2 separate regions of the Pan troglodytes genome follow, and region 1 is linked to region 2. Evidence: chromatin contacts called from public Hi-C data. All regions are on one chromosome and are shown on one strand. The core of a region is the stretch at or near the end of the contact, and the rest is flanking DNA. Distances in the headings are between cores, read along the strand shown. Region 1 holds the start of ANKRD9 (ankyrin repeat domain 9). Region 2 holds the start of TECPR2 (tectonin beta-propeller repeat containing 2).

The links. A called contact is a pair of places that touch in the nucleus more often than the background predicts.
Region 1: a contact with region 2 is called in a Hi-C map of stem cell-derived neural progenitor cells, with 1.9 times the contacts expected there. The contact joins the promoter of ANKRD9 here to the promoter of TECPR2 in region 2. A contact is called at or near these places in 1 of 7 Hi-C or Micro-C datasets (stem cell-derived neural progenitor cells) and 1 of 1 datasets of contacts at active chromatin or transcription factors (stem cell-derived excitatory neurons).

The regions. Positions count from the first base shown.
Region 1 is chr15:100,520,249-100,524,231 of NHGRI_mPanTro3-v2.0_pri, forward strand. ANKRD9 (ankyrin repeat domain 9) reads right to left here and starts at 2,243. Exons shown (of 3, transcript XM_009428496.5): 1 at 1,992-2,243; 2 at 938-1,012; 3 at 1-401. The coding sequence starts at 348.
Region 2 is chr15:100,376,069-100,380,035 of NHGRI_mPanTro3-v2.0_pri, forward strand. It overlaps TECPR2 (tectonin beta-propeller repeat containing 2), which reads left to right and starts at 2,537. Exons shown (of 19, transcript XM_016926982.4): 1 at 2,537-2,734. It overlaps CINP (cyclin dependent kinase 2 interacting protein), which reads right to left and starts at 2,638. Exons shown (of 5, transcript XM_001164253.6): 1 at 2,462-2,638. The coding sequence starts at 2,468.

The sequences.
Region 1 (3,983 bases), core at 993-3,492, 140 kb after region 2:
GTGCGGCCCGGGAGCCGCGCAGCAGCGGAAGCCGGCACTGGGCGGTGCGAGCGCGCGCCGCGGGAACGTGGCCAGCAGGTAATGAGCGTACGCTTGGTGGTCGTGCACGAGCGCGTAGAGCAGCGCCTCAGAGGGCGAGTAGGCGGCGGCGCGCCCGCGCTCGTCCCAGTGGAAGGCCTCGCTGGCGCGCATATCCTCCAGCAGCCACACGGGTAGCAGGTCGCGCACCGCCTGGTAGAAGGCGAACGACGACTTGCGGCACTGCTTCTGCGCTCGCGAGCGCGCCGCGCCCGAGCCCTCGGGCCCGCCGTCCGCGCCACCCCCAGGCCGCCGCGCGTCCCACGGCATGCTGTCGGCGGGGCGTTCCTGGGCCTCAAGGCATGGATCCCGCGAAGGCACACCTGCGGGGAAAGGAAGAGGCCACGGTGAGGCGCGGGGAAACTGGGGAGGCCCGGGGACTCCCCTCTGCCCCTCACACAGCCCCTCTGGTCCTGGCCCACCAGGCCTTCGTACCTACCTCCAGCCTCGGCCAGGCCCTTCCAGTCACCCTACAGAGCTCCATCTCTCCGACGCCCAGAACCACCGCCTCCATCCTTGATCTAGCTGTACCTGTTCTCCCTCCTTGAAACTGACTTGCTCTCTGGCACCTCTGCTGGAAATGCCCTTGCTGCCCATGCCCTCAAATCTCCCCTCCCCTCTCCAACCCAGGGACCCACTGGAAGAGCTTCTGTTCCCACCTAAGCCAGGTTCATACGACCCCAAATAAAGAAAAGGCCAGGGAGGGGATCAGAAAGCTTGGGCCCACATCTCAAGCTGAGGCAAATCCACTCTCCAGCCCAAGCGCAACCCTGACCCTGACCTCCGACCCCAGACCACTTGGAGGCCCCTGGAGCCTCTTCCTGGGCTGTTCAGAGGCATGATCCAGACTCAGACCTACCTGGTTCCTGCACCGCGATCACCTAGTTCCGGGGATGTGGGTATATCACAGTCCCTGGCCGAGCCTCAGCTTCATCTGTAAGAAAGGGGAGGGGTGGACGACGGCTGTGCGGGCGGGGTGAGCCTGGGGCGTGGCACCAGCCCTCTATCCAAACATGTTTGCTTACACGTTAGCTCCTAGGAGGAGACAGGAGGGTGAAAACAACCTGGAGACCGGTGTGCACCGCACTGCACAGTCTGCCATCCTCTTCAGGTCCCATACCTCTCTTGATCTCCCCGACTACTAGATGAAGCGGGTACTGCCATCCCACTTTCCAGCAGGGCACAAGCTTCTCCAATTCTCCAAGGTCAGCAAGCCACGGCAGAGCCAGGCCTAGAACTCAGGTCCCCTGCGTCTCAGTTTGGGCTCATTCCAGAATTGGTGGGGACCCCCAGCCCACAGGCAATCGAGCTTGAGCCCTGACCCTGCCCTCTGAGTCCCCAGCCCCGACCTGAGCCTAGGCGTCTGACCTCTGGCTCCGTCCCAGCCTCCCTACTGCCTTCTTTCAAGGGTAAGCCCTTGGTCACAAGGGGCCTGGGACAGAAGGCAGGCCGCGTCCACACACACTGACTGGGTCACTATCACTGGCAGTAACTGAGTTAAAGAGAGCGGCGCGGTGCGGGTAGGCTGTGGCCCGTGGGCAACACCGTGACTGGAGCCCCTTCCCCAAGCCTGGGCCTCCGGGCCCCAGATATGCCCTGTGCCGGCACGCGTGGGGCGCCGGGCGGGTTACGTAAAGTTCGGCCTCCCCACGTCACCGGGCAGAGTCACGGCCGCGGCTCGTGAATAAGGGGGTTGGGCCATCGAAGGCAGCGCCGCGCCCGGGGCCACCCCCCACCTCCTACCCGTCCCCTCCCGGCCTGCACGGCCAGACGTCGGGCGGCGGAGGGTCGCGGGGCCGAGCGGGGCGTCCGTGCGCAGGTGGCCGGCGCAGCGAGGGCTGCACCTGCGTGCGCGTGTGCCGGAGGAGGAGGGGGCGGCGGCCGCGGGCGCGGCGCGGGGGACGGGGACTCACCATGGGGGGCGCGGGGCCACAGGCCGGGCGTCCCCGCCCCTGCCGCGGACCGGAGCGCGCGCTGTCCCCCGCGGGCGAGCGGGCAAAGGTCCCACGACGGACGCACGGGAGGGAGCCACCGCCGCCCGCGCCCGCCGCAGCCGCGCTCTGAGCCGCCGCGGCCGGATCGCAGGGCGGCGGTGCCGTCGCCGGCGGCGGGCGGGCGGGCGGGCGGCGGGCGGCGGGCGGCGCAGTGCGGCCCCGGCCAGGCAGGACAGCGGGACCGTCCGCCGCCGCCATTGGCCCGCGCCGCCGGCCCCCGCCACCACCCATTGGCCGCCGCGCTGCACCATTGTTACGTCACCGGCCGGCGGGCGGGGCGCACCGCTGGACCCGCGGAAAACTTCGGAGAAACTTGAGGGAGCGCCGGCGGGGAGAACGGAGAGGAGGGGCGGGGCCGTGGCGAAAGGGGCGGGGCGTTGATGGGCGGGGGCGGGGCTCCCGGAACCCGAGCTGCGGGCGAAGAAAGGCTCCGAGCTCCGAGCTGCCCCAGCCCGGGAGGGCGCCGCTGCTCTGCGAACTCGGGCGCGCGCGTAGGTGGCCCGCCCTCCGCCGTGCGTGACTTTCCTCGTCGCGTCCAGCTCCCCTTTTCTCTGACCTTCCGTGACCTTGGGAAAAACCTCCGGGCTGCTACCCCATCTGCACATGGGAGGGCCGGGGGTAGGAGCCGCGACCCCTAAGGGCTCCACCGCCTTCTGCCCGGCCAGGGTCGTGCCTGGCGCGCCCCCGCTCCAGCTGACCCGCGCAAGGGAGGGAGGGGCGGACGGATGGGGACAGCTGTTTAGGAGCGCGCACTGCGCCCATCTCGGCCTCAACACTCATGTTTCCACTTCGTTTCACGACCACCAGCCACAGTGGACACGATGATCCCCAGTTCACCCGCCAGGAAATCAGGGCTCAGAGAGGTGGCCTCAAAGAGAGGAGCGGCCAGGAGGGAAGCCGGGGGTTTGCCCTGCGGTTCTTCCCACATCTGGGCGGGATAGATTCGATTGGGCCTCGGCCACCCCCACCGTCTCCGTCGGGGGTTCCAAGGTTTGGGGTCATGACCTAGGGGGCTTAGGAGCCTGGGTCCATCTCAACTAATTTATGGCCTCACTCGCCCCCAGCGGCTGGGAATTCTAGGCCCATTTTACAGATGTGGACGCAGATCTGGAGAGGGGCAATGACTGCTCAGCCCCCCACCCATCCTCCCAGACACGACCTGCCACCTGGAATCCCCGCACACACGTTCTCAGAGGCCAGGCAGCCGGGGTCTCATGGTGAAATCCCCACATTCCATGCAGGGGCTCTTTCTGGTTCCTTCCCTAGAATGCTGTCCCTGCCCTTCCAGTACTATCTCACCAGGGAGACCCTCCCACTCCCCCACTCCGCTCCAACCAAGCAAGGCCTCTGCCTCGCCCCGGTGGGAGGGGCCTCGTCCAGAGGGCACGCCCCTGCACACACAATCAGCCCTGTCCTGGCTTCTCTGTGTGCCCCAGCCAGTCAGTCTGGGTGGAAGTCTTACCTGGGCCCTCTCAACAGACCTAGGCAGGCCCCTGTCCCCAGCCCAACGAGCTCAATCCCTTAAGCACACACGCCACAGAGCAGTCCTGAGAGGCCAGGTGGACAGTACCATGAGGCAGACAAAGCTGTGAGGCCCAGAGAGGGTCAGGCCACCCCAGCGCAGGTAGGCACTCACATGTATCCTGCCCAGGCTGCCATGCATGGACCCACCAGGGGGATGACCAGACCCCACCAGCCCTGCCCCACCTCAGGGCGGGGGACGTTCCAGGCCACGCCATCTCTCCCAGGGAGTCCATGGCAACTGCCAAGCTTACAGCAGCCAGGTTGTCAGCAGGAGTAGGGGTACAGAGGGCACTGGGCCTGGCATCCGCACCCGCCTTTGCCTCAGCTCCACATGTCTCCTCCTGTATCTAGGCCTATCTCCCTAGGGCTTCTCCCATCTGCCAGTTC
Region 2 (3,967 bases), core at 1,287-3,786:
CCAACTCAGGTTGTTTGTTCTCCCCCAACTGTGCCCTCTTGCCTTCTCTACTTTGAACCCCACAAAGGCTTCTCATTGCCCACAGGATAAAGTCCTCTTGAGGAATCCAGGACACACAACAGCTGGATGGTTTGATGCCTCAAGTCAGAAGACCACACTGCCTGCATCTGAACCCCAGCTCGCCAGCTGTGAGATCTTGGGCAACTTAATGTACCTTTCAGAGCCTCAACATTTTCATCTGTAAAATGGGAATAAAAATAGTATCTATTTCATAGGATTGCTGAGATTAGATAATATATGTGAAGCTGTGAGGCCTCGCACAAGGCAAAAACCCAGTATCTCACCTGTTAGCTCAAGGGCCTCTACTATCCAAGCTCTGCCCACCACTTCAGCTTCTACCCTTTCCCACTTGCTCTCTGTGCATCAGAGCTGGCTCTGTACAAGTTCTGACTTTGACCTGGAATATTTTTCCTATCTGTGTGTGTCCCCACTCCCCTGCCTCATACTTAGTATCCTCACTTTAAAATATCATCTTGATTTATCATTCATTCTTTACTTAAACAACAAATATTTGCTTACTGCCTACAATACGCCAGGCATGGGGGAATGAAGTGATTGAATGAGACGGACCAGGACCGTTTTCATGGAACTTACTTTCCAAAGGGGAGGCAGATAATAAACAATTAAATGACCACGATCAGTTCAGATCATGATAAGTGTGTGTGGAAAATAAAACAGTGTCTTGTGTTAGTGTGATCCCCTGAGAAGGTGTCGTTTAGGCTGAGATTTGAATGATGAAAAGCCAGAAATAGGGTAGGTCAGTAGTATGTGCCCTAATTATGATAATGAGGTTGGTGAGTTCAAAAAACAGAAAACAAAACAAAACAAGCAAACAAAAAAACCAGTGTGCTGGAATGAAATAGACAGAAAAGGACTAGTGCGTGAGTAGGTGATCAGACAACTAGAACCTAATAGGCCAAGATAAGAAGTTGGACCGAGGGCAGTGGCTCACGCCTGTAATCCCAGCACTTCAGGAGGCCAAGGCGGGCGGATCACGAGGTCAGGAGATCGAGACCATCCTGGCTAACACAGTGAAACCTCACCTCTACTAAAAAAATACAAAAAATCAGCCGGGCGTGGTGGCGGGCGCCTGTAGTCCCAGCTACTCAGGAGGCTGAGGCAGGAGAATGGCGTGAACCCGGGAGGCGGAGCTTGCAGTGAGCCCAGATCGCGCCACTGCACTCCAGCCTGGGTGACAGAGCGAGACTCCGTCTCAAAAACGAAACAAAATAAAAAAAAATGAAGTTTGGACTTCTAAGTATTAGCTTGGTGCAAAAGTAACAGATTTTGCCATTACTTTTAACAGCCAAAATTGCCATTACTTTTGCACCAACCTAATACAATGGGGAGTGAGCAATGAGCTCTGGATAGGGCAGTGAAATTATCTGATTTAGGTTTTTAGAAAGTCATTTCCACAGAGAAGTATTCCTGGATCCCCCAGGTTGGGTTACGACTCACCACTAGATATGTGGTACACCCTATAATTCTGCTATCATGACATTCACCAGTGGAGTGTATTTGCTTGTTTAATGTCTATATTCCCTGCTAAACTGGAAATTCGACTAGGGTAGGAACTATGTCTTGTTCTCTTTCAAACCTTCCACACATAGGAGGCTTTGCATAAAATGAGGTAAATGGAGGAATAGCTCTTACCACCTGTTCTATAATTGTCTAAGGGTTTTCCCCCTAACAGGAGATTCTGAGGGCAGGATCACATCTGATTCATGGTCAGCCTGACTCATACGGGGCACATATTTAGGAACCAAAAACATAACTGACTTCAAGAAACTCAAGGGCTGGTAAAGACAGACCAGTCATCAGCGTCACAGGACAGGGTAGGGTAAGGGCACAGTGGCTAAGTTACTTATCCCCTCTGAGCCTCGATTCCCCATCTGCAAAATGGGGTTGACATTACTTCATGGGACCACTGTGAGGTTCAAATGAGATGATCCACTTAAAGTGCTTGGAGCAGTACTCAGCAAACTGAGCACTAGGCGAAAGCCAGCTTTCATTACAAGCAGAATGTTCTGACTGAGGGCAGTTCAGAGAGGAGTTTCTGGACGAGATGAGCATGCAAGGCTTGGCACCCAGTGAACTCTGTTAGTACTAATTTATAGTGACAATAATTACAATTTGGATGTCGGATCTGCTGACACTCATTTGCGTATATCGTCCCGTTCATCTGTCACTGCACATGTGAAAAAACGGAGGCTCGGCAAAACTGTCTCCCGAGCAGCTCGCAGAGGCTGCGAGGGGCCTGCGGGCTAGGCTGGGGCAAGACAGAGTACCTCCATTTAACCTCATGTAATCCGGGGAGCTCCTGAGCTTCTGGTCCAACCTGCGGCCTAAGCAGTAACATTCACAGCCACCCCACCCCGGGAAAGGAACCGATCTCACGCACCTTCCATAAGGTCCACAGATATCCGTAGAAGGAGACGCGAAGCCCCGCCCACCCCACCGGAAACGCATTTGCGTCACGTCCGCCCCGCCCGCCGCCACTTGTGGCTCTGCCGCTCTATCCCCCGGCGGAGCCAGCTGCTGCTCTTCGGTGCTGGCCCCGGTGCCGGCCCCGTTGCCCAGGGAACAGGCTCCCGGCAGCCCCCGCGGCCCGGAGTCCATCCCCGCCTCCTCCGGCCCGGCGGGGCCGACGAGTCCGGAGGGGCTGCCGCGGGAGGTGAGTCCGGCGACGCCGCAAGCGGCCCCGACGCCCCCGACGCCTGGCCCCGAGCCCCTCCTCGGCCTCCCCCGGGCCACTCTTCCCTTGCCTCAGCCCCGCAAGGTCTCCATGCCCGTCCGCCCCGTCTCCCTCGCCCGCGGTCTCGCCCGCGCGGAGTGGCGGACACTAAATGCCACAACACACGGAGCGCCTGGCTCGCCGCCCGCAGAAGCCGGCGGTCCGCAGCGGGGAGCAGGGGCCGCCCGCCCCTCCTCAGGCCTCCGCTGCGCGTCCCGCGCCCTCGGCCCCCGGCCCCACCCTGCATCCCGGCTGCCGGTCTGGCCGCGGGCTCTGCTCCTTCGCCTTAAGATTGACGTCGTGTTCTGTCCCCCACTCGCAGCCCGCGTCCCTTACATCCGCCCACCGGCGCCTGGCCCCAGGCCTTGACACTCATCCAGTTGGTGTTCAGTGTTCGATGAATGGATAAGCGAATGACTCCTTTCCCAATCCTATTTGAAGGCCTGGGAGGCAGAATAGGTAGTAAGTGTTAAAGGATGGGGTGTCCTGGAGTCAGAGCCGGGCAGGTCCCAGCGGCCCCTTCCTAGCTCTGTGCTGGGGCAAGTGCCCTACCTCACTCCGCTCCAGTTTCATCACCAGTGGAATGGAGATGAGAATAGTTTCTACCTCTGGCTTGGTAAGAGGATTAAATGGGTCAGTGCATGTAAACTTAAGCACGGTGCCTGCCGCTATACATTTCAGTAAAGGGGAGCCCCTGCTGTCATCTGTGCTAGCCTGCGTTCTCGCCCTCTAGTCCCTTCTGATATGTCTCTGACTTCTCATGACTTTAGTTTCTCCTTCTCTACTTCCATTTCTCTTCCCTGCACTTTTTTCTTCCTCTCTTATTGGGATTCAGGAATTTTATTCTGTTCTGTGACTTATGTTCCATGTGTTGGCAGAATGTGGGATACCAGCCTGGGTGCATCCTTTTCTCATCTACTGGAGTGATCAGTTGCACTTGTTGACTGCCTCCTTGCAGCCGAGGTCTTGTAGACAGAGTTCTGGGAAATCTCAAAACCCAAATCCCAGGCATAGGTAGAATCTGGGAATGAAGCCACTGTAGCTCCTTGTGATCACCAGCGATTCCTGGTCTTTTAAGCTGCAGGACTTTGTGTTTTCTCACACCCAGCTATAATGTACCTTGATAAACCTCTGACCTTGTTTTTGTTGTTGTTGTTGTTAACCTGACTTACG